Regions from separate parts of the Mus musculus genome. Here region 2 is linked to region 1. Evidence: chromatin contacts called from public Hi-C data. All regions are on one chromosome and are shown on one strand. The core of a region is the stretch at or near the end of the contact, and the rest is flanking DNA. Distances in the headings are between cores, read along the strand shown. Region 1 overlaps Plcb1 (phospholipase C, beta 1). Region 2 overlaps Pak7 (p21 (RAC1) activated kinase 7).

Region 1 (6,186 bases), core at 1,899-4,398:
GTCATGTGCACTCTTATTTAATAGCTTTCTAATCCCCCAGTTGTGGTAACGAGTCAACTGTAGAAAGAGAAGCAGTTTCATTCATTCCATTCACGAATTTACTCATTACGGATTCATTCAAATGCTTTTTTTTTTCTGATTTCAGCATAAGGTTGAGCATATACTATAGTTTCAGGACTTTGCCAATGAAGTGTACCTACTACTTATATACCAGCAGGAAACTGTAGGTGAACATATTCGTCCATCCATTCATTTTTTGAATAAATGTTATTTTAATGCTATACCTCAGATACTATGCTGGAATGTGTGTGTGTGTGTGTGTGTGTGTGTGTGTGTGTGTGTGTGTGTGTGCGCGCGCGCGCGTGCACGCGCGCGTTATATGTATTATCAAATCACATGTACATATGCATGAGTATGGATATATATGTACATACACAGCCCCTGAGAAAAATCATACTTTGTCTTCCTCACTTCTGAACCAGAAAGTGATGTCAGTTAATAAAAGTTCACACATTAAACTTGCAGTGGTCACTCCTAGGTCAATATGTGGTGGGAATGATAGCTTTGTCTAAATTGGGGTGCAGCCTTCATGAGAGAAGAGCCCTTTGGATTCCAATCTAGTTACTACTGAAAGAGCTTGCCAGACATTGATTGCAAAAGATATCAAACTAAATTTACGTATCAGGTGTTCATTAAGACATTTGAAAAATGAGGCAGGAGATGAGCTCCATGGTTAAAATCCATGCTGCTCTTGCAGAGGACCCAGGTTCAGTATCTAGCACCCATATGGGGACTTAAATCTATCCATGACTATAATTCCAAATGACCTAACGCTCTCGTCTCCCCTCTAAGGGCATATATGTAGTGCACATAAGCACATATGGGAGATAAGTAAATGAATAACCCCTGTTTTTTTAAGCCAAAAACTAAAGACAGGAGACAAACTTGCTCACGACGTAAAGCCTTTGCCCATCACTTGTGCTGCCAGACTCTTCAAGTACAACTTGAACTTGAAAGAATCTTAAAACTGATACTCTTATCTCAGTCCACAATTAAGTGGCATTCTTCGCTTGATAACATATAAATTCCTCTGTCCACTTATCTATTTTTATTTTTCAATGCATTTCAAAGTGGGCTGCAAATGCCGGTGTGCTTCCCTCCCACGCACTTGGAGAAGACCAACCAAGATGTGTGTTTTTCAGGACTGAGCCTGAATTTCTTAGGGATGGGACAGGTACAATAGCTCGGTTCATTCAGCTAGTGGAAAGTTTAGGTACAACTTAACTATACATCCTGAAAAGCTGCTTCAACCAAAATGCTGCCTCTAACAAGGCCATAAACACTGCCCACATCCATCCTCAGGAGACTGGATGGCACACCCTGAAATTATAAATCTCCTTCATGGTGTTCTGGGAAAGTGGCGAGCCTTTCCCCTACCCACCAGGGTCCAAGGCAACATGCTGTCATCCTAAAACCACATGAAAGGGACAGTGTGTTTTAATGAATTTTACATCTGTTTATTTACTTAGTGTGTGTGTGTGTGTGTGTGTGTGTGTGTGTGTGTGTGTGTGTGTGTGTGTGTTGTGAGGTGTGCATACATGATTGTGCCTCAGAACAGGTATGTAGGTTCCGAGGAAAGCGCTGATATTTGTTCCCTCCTTCCACCATGTGGGGCCCTGGGCTCAAATATAGGTAGCAAGCTTGTTGGCCTTACCTTTACCCACTGAGCTGTCTTACCAGCCCAGGAATCAGGAATAACCAGTATCCTCTAGTGACCTCAGTAACATCTCCTCTACTAACCCCAGTAACATCTCATAGTTGAAAGATATTTTACTTTCATGTTAAACATCCCACAGATTTTTTTTAAAGCTATGTATTCTCAGCCGCTTGTTTTGTTTATTAAAGCCAAAATTTCTGTGTCCAGGTCACAAGTGTTTTTCATTTATTTGTACACCGTACCTTCTACAAAACTTATAAGAACGGAGGTTTACTGATTTACATGTGGTATAATTTCAAAGAGATTGTGTTTACCTTAACTCTTGGAAAGAAAGATTTAATTTTTAAATATGAAATCAATTTTAAAAGCCATTTTTGGCCTTATTTTAAAGAAAAATATACTGTAGTAATTCCATATGCCCACTAGGTGGCAGAGGTTACAAGCAAAAATCTAGTAAGAGCAACTGAAGTTCCACCATATGACCCTTCCTTAATTGAAATTCATGTTAATTGGATCCCAGTGGCCTTCCAATTAAGTTTATAAAAAACATATCTTTGGTGCCTTTATTTATTTCATAATTTCTAGCACTTTGGGGAAGGATTTCTCCTTGTTTTGTTGAAACACATGAAAGTAACTGTCATAGAGAGGCCTGGAGAGAAACATAGTAAAAGTATTGATTCCTTTGAGCTGGACACAGAAAATTTGTGTTTTGCATTAAAGCTCACACATCTATGTGATGGGAAGGACTTGAGTTTCTCAATTATTTCAAAAAGTTAAGTTTAGTATTTCACAACTGAAGGTATTTAACCGTATTATTTATTTTATATTTTATTATTTGCATGTCATTCTAGTGCAACAGGGTGAGTTCTTTGGTAATTCCCTCATCTTTCTGTGTGACACTATCTTAGCCATAGCTTACTGTTGTATTAATGTTCACCTAAGCTGCCACTGTCATAGAACACAGAATGCCTGCTATTAAAACTATTCAGACCTTAAACTATCATAAGTTCTCAAGTCTCCTATCTGACCTCTGGCTTACTTTTAATAGAGTTTAGTGCTGACTTTCAATATCATCTTTGATTACTCAGCCATGGTGCCAAAAGGGCAGCCCACCTGGCTGGGCAGAGATGAAGCCAAGACAAAGCACCATCCAGCCCACAGAATCCCAGCCTCTCCTGTTATCAGTTTCCCCAATGGGGAAACTGGGGCTTTTCTACATATCCCTTGGCAAAACTGTCAGACATCAGTCTTTTGTTGTTTGCCATCATAGATGCTCAGTACTGTATCACATTTATCCCCAGAAAAAAAAATCCTCAGAGGCCCCTGGGAAATTTGACTACTCAAAAATCTTGTTAATCAGTGCCTTCCTTGCCCTCTTCTCCTGACGCATGTCTGGCAGGGTGGAGGAAGCGAGAGCTGCACATTTGTTGGCTCCTGGCCTAGGTCATTTCCAGACACAACATCCCTTTAGCATTCTGGCTTGGGGATTCCAGGCAAACTCTGTTCCTCGAGTCAGGGCACGCAGACAAGGCTGTTCTGGGTCCAGTGCAGCCTGGAGGTGCACTTTAGCCTTTAGGTCATTTGAAAATGTGTAAGTTCCCAGAAATATTTAATTTTTCATCTTATTTCAACACCTCGTGGGTATAGGTGGTAATTGAACCATGCCTGTCCCACTTATAACAGCTTCCTCTGGGTTTGGGTATGGCTTCTCTTCTCCTTGTCACCACTTTATAGGTCCAGTTCGTTAACTCTGATTTTTTTTTTTTTTTTTTTTTGTCTTTCAAGAAAAACCTTCTCTGTGTATGACATGTCCTGCATGGAAAAATCTGGCAATATAGGAAACCAATGCAGAAAACAAACAAACAAACAAAAAACCCACATAGCACCATAGGTACCACCCATAGGCAGCACTTGAGCCAGGAGACTCTCATTTGCGATGTCTGGTTGAACAAAGAATATGTCATCATTCCTCTTGGCATATGACTCTAGGGAGATTATTCCTAATGGAATCTAACTTAATGTGACCATACCAGAGCTTACCAATCATTGTTATCCATCTGTCAAAAGATATAATTTCCCAATAGCAAAATCTAATGCTTCTAGATTCTATGGCTAGGCTCCCGTTTTGATGTCCAGCCCAGTACCAACACTTATCTTCTCCTGCTCCATCCCAGTGAGAGAAGGTACACTGAAGAAACCTGGACAATCAGCAGTGCTATTTGTTGACTTAAGCTTTGGGGAACGAACTGATCCAATGCCACCTCTGAGGCTACAGGAATATCATGAGTTCAAGGTCATCGATAGCTGTACAGTAAGGCTTTGTTTCAAGGATGAAAAGTAGCAAGTTTAGGAGGGAATGAGAACATGAGTCAGTGATGCTGTTTATACTTCTGCCTTCCTTTGGTAAAATTTCCAGTGTGCTCTTTGTAATTACATGCCAAAATGTCACAGGGTTGACGTCCAGGTGACCCATGGAAGAAAATATCCCTGATAATAACTTATAAATGCATTACACAGAAAGATGCTGGGATAAAGTCGTCACCAGAAAAACTTGCTGTGGACATGGAAAGCAAGTCTAAACCAGCTGTCAGGCACTTGGAGTGTGGGGAAGCACTGTTGGAGGACTATACCATTATAGAGGCAATTATTTTATAGGACCGGCATTGATGCTACAGACACTTACTGAATGCTTACCTTCAATAGGGTATAGCTGATGGAGTGGACAGGATAACAGGCTCACAAGTCTTGGCACATTTCATTTTGTCCATTGGTAATGGCATACCATCATAACTGTTTCGTGCATTTACTTATTTAGCTTGAACCAGAAAGTGTTCTAGATACTTACCAAACATTAACTGTTTTGATCCTGGAAGAAACCTCATAAGGTAGGCAATCTTATGATCCCTAACTCATGTATACCCTCAAGGATAAAGATGGAGACACGGCACAGAGAAGTAAGTGACTTGCTAAATGGACTGAATTTGAATCCAAGGACACCTGGTTCCAAAGTCTGCACTCGTACCCATCACTTTGGTTTTTGCTGTGACATGGAAGCTGGTGGCATGAATCAAACTAGCATTTCCTTCTGTGTTATTTATTCAGAAGCCTGTCTCTGCTACTCTGAACCAAGCTGAGATCAGTTTAGCTGTTTCACTCACATGTGTATTCAGCTAGGGGTGTCTATCCCAGGACATCGGGCTTAGCAGTCCTTCCACAGAGCCTCTCCTTGTCTACCACTATAGCAGAAATCTGTAAAGGCTGGACAGACTCTCTATGGTCCTTTGTTTGCATTAAACGTTGCTGTTCTCTCATTTGATGGAAGCATCTAGGGAGATCCAGAGGCAGTGTGGGAAGGCTTTATTCAGGAGCATGAGAAAGTTGGAGTGGAAACAGAGCACATTGTGCAATTAACCTGACACTTCTTGATTTCACACTATGCTGAGTTAATCTTGCTTTCTTGACAGTTTCAAATTTGGTATTTCAGACTCCAGAGGAATTTTGAAAATGCCATAATGTGTAGCCTTACTGTTACAGGAAGAAAATAAAAGCAGTATGAAGCAGAAAGTTAAAAAGATGTTTATGATCTTAGGCTGACCCTGGAGAAACATCTTCCGAGGCTCCAAGCGAAACCAGGACAACGCCAGCAGAGAATGGGGTGAATCACACCGCATCCCTTGCACCCAAGCCGCCTTCCCAGGCTCCACACAGCCAGCCTGCTCCAGGTAAACAGCGGGACAGTGCCATTTGCTAGCTCTCCAACCTTCAGCTTCTGGGCACTTCTGCGGGCCCAGAAGCTATGGCTGAGGGATATAAGCAGACTATAAGTGATATGGGTGGGCAGGTGGCAGGATGGACACATGGTTGACTGTTACCAAGCCTCACAGATACTCACCTGGCTCTGCTGAGAACCTAAAACCCACCTGTGTCATTGGTTGTTATTTGGGGGTGAATTATGATCCATCCACTAATAGAGTTTGAGTTTGTGAAGAGTTCTACAAACAACTTACCAGTATGCCTTAGAAGCACTTTCTTGCTTCCACTTCAAGGCTCTGCCACCACCTGATTTTCCAGTAACCTTAAATGTCCTCTTATGCTAGGCTGTCTGCTAGAGTGTGCATTTGAGTTAGGTCATCTCATCATCCCAGTCCTCAGCAGGGTGCATTCTATAGTTTCATTTGGGAGATGATGAAGCACTTCCTGAAGGACACAATGCCAGAGAAGGGAAGCCAGGTCAGAGGGCGTATGGTACTACTAAAGTGCTTGCTTTTAGCTTCCGTTCTTCACCCAAATCATTTCAATGCCTCTCATGTTAGCATTTCAACTCACTCTCCTTAATTGAGTGTATGTATGGTGTGTGTGTGTGTGTGTGTGTGTGTGTGTGTGTGTGTGTGTGTGTGTGTATGTGGTAGTGTTTGTCTCTCTGTGTATGATATGTATGTGTCTGTGTGTTTGTATGTGTATATATGTAT
Region 2 (6,186 bases), core at 2,133-4,632, 770 kb after region 1:
GCAGGCAGTGAGTGGGATGTAAAGTGAATTTGTAAATTAATAATAAGGATAATGATGATAATAGCAGTAAAATAAAAGGTCAGCCATTATCCCTACCATTAAAACAAACAAACAAACGAAAACTTTCATCATTTTGCTCTTGTATTTCCCCAGTTGGATCTGCATGCTTTCTTAACATCATAGACCTAATGAGCCGTAATAATCCTTAGCTGCAGATAAATAAAGCATAGGTGTAAACAAAAGTAAGTGCATGGTTGCTAATATTTGAAAGGAAAAATATTTAATTTACTCATGAGAAGGAATCAGCTTAAAGCAAATGGAAAAAAAAAACAAGAAAAATAATGTATTTCCTTTCCTTGGATATTAGTTTTCAGAACTTTAAGTATGCAAATCATTCTTAATAAAAACACATGGTTTTGTTTGCTTGCTTCAGATGAACTCCTAATTCATTGTTAATAAGCAGCGCAAATGTCTGTTGCAAACAACTTTTCAGAATACACACAGACACAATAAAGTAAGAGAAGGGTTTTGTAGCCTCTTTGATCCGCAAGTCCAGGTAACTGAGAACCCAAGGCATAGTTATTTTTGCTGACTTGCGTTTTCCTTATGGAATTATAACCATCAAAGCAACAACAATGAAATCCAAACATGCAGAATTGTCCAATGTAGCTTTGACAGGCATCAAATGGAAGGACTGCTGTTCGTCAGAGTCGGTGTCTGACGTTTATTTGAAATGAGATTTATGTCATTTTAGAGAGATCAATAATACAATAACTACAAGAGTATCAGTGAATTTTATGCTGTGGAAGCTGCAGGCATTAAAAACCAATGCAAGGCAATCTATTTGCATCTGAAGCCTGGGTTCTCATTGTCTTTCCTCTGTAACCTGGACCAGCTCCGCATCCGGTCTGCCTCCTGGTGACAGCAGCCATATTTCATGGCCCGACTTGTGCAGGCTGGCGGCTGGTGATAAGCGTTAATGGATCTGTCCAGGAGAACAGCTGTCTCCCCTTGTTCCCGGGGAAGAAATGAAAAAGTGCCTCTGTTCTCCCTGTCTGTATTAACCTTGACAATAATGAAGTGTGTAATTAACAGTTTTGCCCTAATAAGACCTTACATTTCCTTTTCAAAATCAGCATTTTCTCTGCACCTTAGGCTGTGCTTTACATTGTAACAGTAAATATTTCTCAAGAGGCCAGAAAGCAAAAATTCCCAAGACTGGAGAATAAACTAAGGTACGTTTAGGAAGTATCTGCCTTTAAACTCCATACCTGAATTCTGATCCTGTACAGGGAGAACCAGTTTACCTGTCACACAAGTGACTGGAAATGTCTGGATCCATAATCACCACAAATCTGACATCCTTAGCCTCCCCAAAACATTCAAATTCTTGGTTGGATATTGAAGTATCACATCTATTTTCTACATTTTCCCACTGGGCTAATTGGGTTGGGGCAGTTGGATGAGACTTGAACATTACATTGTTTCTGGAAAATGTGACAGTTTGGTCAGCATATCTCAGAGGGGGAGGTATTGTGAAGATTTCTAAGCAAAAACCAAACAAACAAATAGCCAAAAGAACAACAACAACCCCCCCAAAACAAAACAACAACAAACCCCCCAAAACACTGAAAACCCCAAATAAAAACAAGACAAAAACCACTCAACAAGCTGTATAATACTGGTAATCATGTGGGATCCAAAATAAACCAATCATTTACTAACTAAATATAAAGTTTTTTTAAAAAATTTATTTATTTATTTATTTATTTATTTATTTATTTATTTATTTGAGACAGGGTTTCTCTGTGAGGCCTTGGCTGTCCTGGAACTCACTCTGTACACCAGGCTGGCCTCGAACTCAGAAATCTGCCTGCCTCTGCCTCCCAAATGCTGGGATTAAAGGCATGTGCAATTTGCACAAACTCTAAGAGAATAAAATATTTTAAAGGAAGGTTTTGCGAACTTCATGGAAATAGAGATTTCATCTTGAATTGGAAAGTGTTCTACTATTTGCCATTTTCTCTGCTCTCTACATCACTATAATACCAACACATACACTGAAGAATTCCACAAGAAACCAAGCTTGAAGCTGACTTCCTATTCCCTGCTAAAGGTTATAGACTGAGTTCTTCCTGCTTGCAACACAAAGCAGGCAGCCAGAGGTTACTCTGGCCAGCCTGAGGTAAAAGTCAGCTTGAAATGGAATGTTCTTGGATATTTATTATGGCTATTTCATTGACCAGGCATCATTGCGGACAACGGAAATACCCAGCTCAATATTCATTTAGTGAAAAAAATGCATTTTAGGGGAGAGGAACACACCATGATTAATGAAACAAAATCTAACAGATAGCAGGTAGTTCTGCAAATCTCTCACGTTATCTTCACATCTTAGCCTGGGTTTCCTGAAGTAGAATAGTTCCTTTCTTTGACAATTATGTTGGTTTGAATAGTTATATTTGAATGCTTGGACATTAGGGAGTGGGACAACTTGAGAGGGATTACAAGGTATGGCCTTGTTGGAACAAATGTTTGCCTCCAAGGCAGCTGCTGACTTAAGTCTGGGAACCACATGGTTGAATGAACAAAACAACAGATTCCCTCATACCTCACAGTGTGGTACACCCTTCCTCCCACCCCTGTCCCTCAAAACAATGTAATACTAATTTTAAAGTTGAAGGACATAATGGACTACATACTAAGTTCTAGCGCAGCGTAAGCTATGAGATGAAATCTGGTTATCTATCTATCTATCTATCTATCTATCTATCTATCTATCTATCTATCTATCCATCCACCAATCTATCTCTCCAACCACTGCCATCATATATCTTTCTCTTGTAATTCTTTTTCTCAGGATATGTTCATCACAGAAACAGAAAGGTAACCAAGGAAGGGTGGACCTTAAATTACTAAAAGCCAAAGAAATGATATTATTAATGCTCTCATGACTTGGCTGCTCTCTTTGTACCCAGACGTTTACTATTTTCTACATAGGAACCCAATGCTCTCCTAGAGAAAAATTTTGAGTCTCTGAAGCTTTCTTCATGCACACCAAAAGCACTGACTTTGCAATGTCTTTGACTTACTTTATAATTATACAGAGTATGAGTTTTCTCCTTCCTTCCTTCCTTCCTTCCTTCCTTCCTTCCTTCCTTCCTTCCTTCCTTCCTACCTTCGAAGTCATCTCCCTGTTTATCTGAAAGATAAGTGTGCTGTGCTCATTCTTGGCATTTCATCACTTTGAAATCGAATGAAAAGGTTAAGAAAGCAGCTGGAGGTTTTTACTGTTTTTAAGAGTTATTATCCTTCAGAATGGCTAAGGCAGTGGGAGAGTCTGCAGCATCTGCATTAGGCAGACTAGATGACAACAGCTCTCAGCTGCAGGTCCATATTTGCATTCTTTGGTTAGTTCATGCACATTCCTGAAGCCAGCTTTCCCTTCTCAGACAATTGCATCTCTGTTGGTGGTACCAGGTCACTCACTTCTAGGCTCTCTGGGTCATAGTGCTGGAGTGTCTCTTCCTGTCACTCAAAGTGAGGCCTTGGAACAGCAGCATGGCATTATATAAGCACGTAACACACAAAAGGAAAACGGGTTTTCTCTTCCTTAAATTCACATTGGTAGGATCATTCATTCCTTTGTTTTATATGAACAGCAACAGCGGTTCATAATAAAATGTGGAAAATGGTTGATTTGCAGCATAAAGAGCACTTTTGAGGTGTTTATTATGTTTCCAGAGATGCTATGGTACCATGATGGAACAGAGCATATTTATGCTTGTCCAAACATCTCAGAGAGCAAGTTCAAGTCCGGCATGCAGGAGTCTGTAGCATTTACTAGATCATCTGGCCTATTCTATCAAAGATAGCAACGGGATAGCAGGAACCCATGTAGAAATATTGAGAGGGAATTCATGTCTTATTTCTGAGTTACCTTGCCATGTTGAAAAAGATGAACAAGTCCATTTCCTCCAGTAATATCCTAGATAAACCTGGGACCCAAATAGCACACACACACCCCAGAAGAGACACAAACAATATGATCTTTCCTTCCACAAATGTACCACAACAGTTGTGTTTTTATATTATGACTACTTAACAAAGAAGATATTGTGAAACAAAGAAGACATGGTTCACAGACCATGAGAGGCCCACAGACAGACCTCCGAGACGTAAAGTTAGGAAAGGAAATGCTCCGTGTTCCTGAGGGAAAGGCTGCTTCTCTGGTTCTCCAAAATTTGAGAGCTTTTTTCCTGGGCCCAGAAGAGCCACTGAATGTGCAGATCAGCCACTGTGCTCAAGCAGAGAGCCTATTGTATCCACGTATCTTTCTAAAACATATACTTTTATTGGATCTCACTCTTTAGTTATAATTTGCCATAATTTTATTTTGTGAGATTTCATTATGCATTAATGTCTATGATTTATTGAATAAAGTAAAGATTTTTTTTTTCCTATTTTTGTTTTTGTTCCCTTTTTGCCACAATACTGGCAACCTAGGGTACTGAACCTAGGACCTCACATATGTTAGGCAAGTCGCATCCTCTAAGCTGCATACACAGCTCCAGGCGCTTAACATTTTCCTCTCCCCTACAAATTCGCTTACTTACTCTTTATCTTGTGTACAAACACATTTAGAAAATTGGCAGTACTTCATGTATGCCCTCATCCGGCTTCCACTGGACAATGCAGTGAGCTCCCCGACAGGAATCTCTCGAAGGGTGTTTAGTTATAAAGAGAATGCTAGTTGCATTCCATAAAAGGAAAGCCTGATCAAAAGCTACCACCATCTTTAGCGCTGCAGAGATGTGGTGTCTTTGGGAACTTACAAAAGTCTTTATACCCAGTCCTTTAAAATAAATAAATAAATAAATAAATAAATAAACGTTTTAATTGATTCTTTGTGAGTTTCACATCATGTACCCCAATCCCTCTCATTTCCTCATCCCTTCATATCTGCCCTTTGTCTTTGCAACCTCACTTCCCCCAAAGAAATAAATAACAACTGTGGGGAGCTTTGGGGGCTGCTTGGTAGGAATCTGACATTGGCCAAGGACAAGGAAATGGGCTTCAGGCAGGAGTCTGACATTAGGCCATGACAAGGAAGTAAGCTCTGGCAGGAATCTAATTTTAGACTAGGACAGGGAAGTAAGTTCAGGCAGGAATCTTAATTTTAGGGTGGAACAAATGAGGTAGGCTTTAGGCAAGAATTTGATTTGGGGCTTGGACAAGGAAGTAGGCTCAGATATTTTGGTCATACTTATAAGCTTAGAAACAGTGATCACAGGACTTTGCTTATTGCCTTGTTTTATTCCTTGACTATTTGTGTTTATTATACTGCTTGACTTTATTACTTGCATGTGATTAAAATAGTATAAAAGCAGATTGGGAAAAATTCCACTGGACCCCTCCCCTCCTGGAAGAGACAGGTCAGAGAGCATGTAGGCCAGAAGGGAGAGGTTGAATAAGCCCCTACTACCTCATTCCCCAAAGAACAATCAGTTTAAAGGGCACGCTGTACCACCAATCATATTGTGCCTAGTTGCTGATACTCTATTGCCCCCTGGAAACCATATAAAAACTTGATGAACAGGCCGCTGGGGGTCACTTCCTCTCCTTTGGGTCTGGGATGTTCCCAGTGCACGGGAACAATAAATTCCTCTTGCCTTTTGCATTGATTCCAGCTCCACGTGGTTCACTCAGGGGGTTCCCAGTAAGCTAACGCTTGCTAGAGTCTTACAGTGTCACAGCGTATTCCACACTATACTCTTTTGTCCACACATCTTTACTTGGCAAATGTTCATTGCATTGAGTCATCAGGCTGGTTTGAGGTCTCTGGCTTCTACACTATCAACAATCCTCACTGGAGTTCTTCTTAGATATCTTGTAGCTCTGTGTCATGGAGATACTGAAGTTTTGGATCTGTATGACTGGCTCTTTCATAGATAAGGGAGATGTTGGGGTGGACCAGCCCAAGCCCTGGATCTGGGCTTGGGTGGTAGCTAAGTTGGTCAGTCCACCAGCTCTCCCACACCCAGACCACCAGGCACTAGATCTAGACTACTCTTTTGCACTGTCCTGTCACCCAATGCAGCAGTCAGCAAGGAGTGGAGCCAACTCTCCTACTCCCATGTCCTCAAGGCATCTCTGCCCTACTCCTAGCTTGCTGGACACCAGAGC

What was found. Hi-C and Micro-C count contacts between places; a contact is called where the count stands out from the background.
Region 2: a Hi-C map of the N1E-115 cell line shows a contact between it and region 1, with 8 times the contacts expected there. The contact joins two enhancer-like sites. A contact is called at or near these places in 19 of 39 promoter capture datasets (the 3T3-L1 cell line, 3T3-L1-derived adipocytes, the C10 cell line and 11 more), 2 of 15 datasets of contacts at CTCF or cohesin (large pre-B cells and pro-B cells), 79 of 484 Hi-C or Micro-C datasets (the 3T3-L1 cell line, 3T3-L1-derived adipocytes, the AML12 cell line and 40 more) and 1 of 115 datasets of contacts at active chromatin or transcription factors (astrocytes).

The regions. Positions count from the first base shown.
Region 1 is chr2:135,354,348-135,360,533 of GRCm38.p6, forward strand. It overlaps Plcb1 (phospholipase C, beta 1), which reads left to right. Exons shown (of 32, transcript NM_001145830.1): 24 at 5,307-5,439. Among named protein-coding and RNA genes, the nearest start is that of 4930545L23Rik, 140 kb to the left of the region's middle. Within about 2 kb of position 3,149, at least 2 of the 459 cell types and tissues checked have an H3K27ac peak or open chromatin away from gene starts, as enhancers often do. A contact at or near this core is called in the N1E-115 cell line, where this site is marked.
Region 2 is chr2:136,121,114-136,127,299 of GRCm38.p6, forward strand. All of the region lies in intron 3 of Pak7 (p21 (RAC1) activated kinase 7), which reads right to left. Among named protein-coding and RNA genes, the nearest start is that of Gm14218, 13 kb to the right of the region's middle. Within about 2 kb of position 3,383, at least 6 of the 459 cell types and tissues checked have an H3K27ac peak or open chromatin away from gene starts, as enhancers often do. A contact at or near this core is called in the N1E-115 cell line, where this site is marked.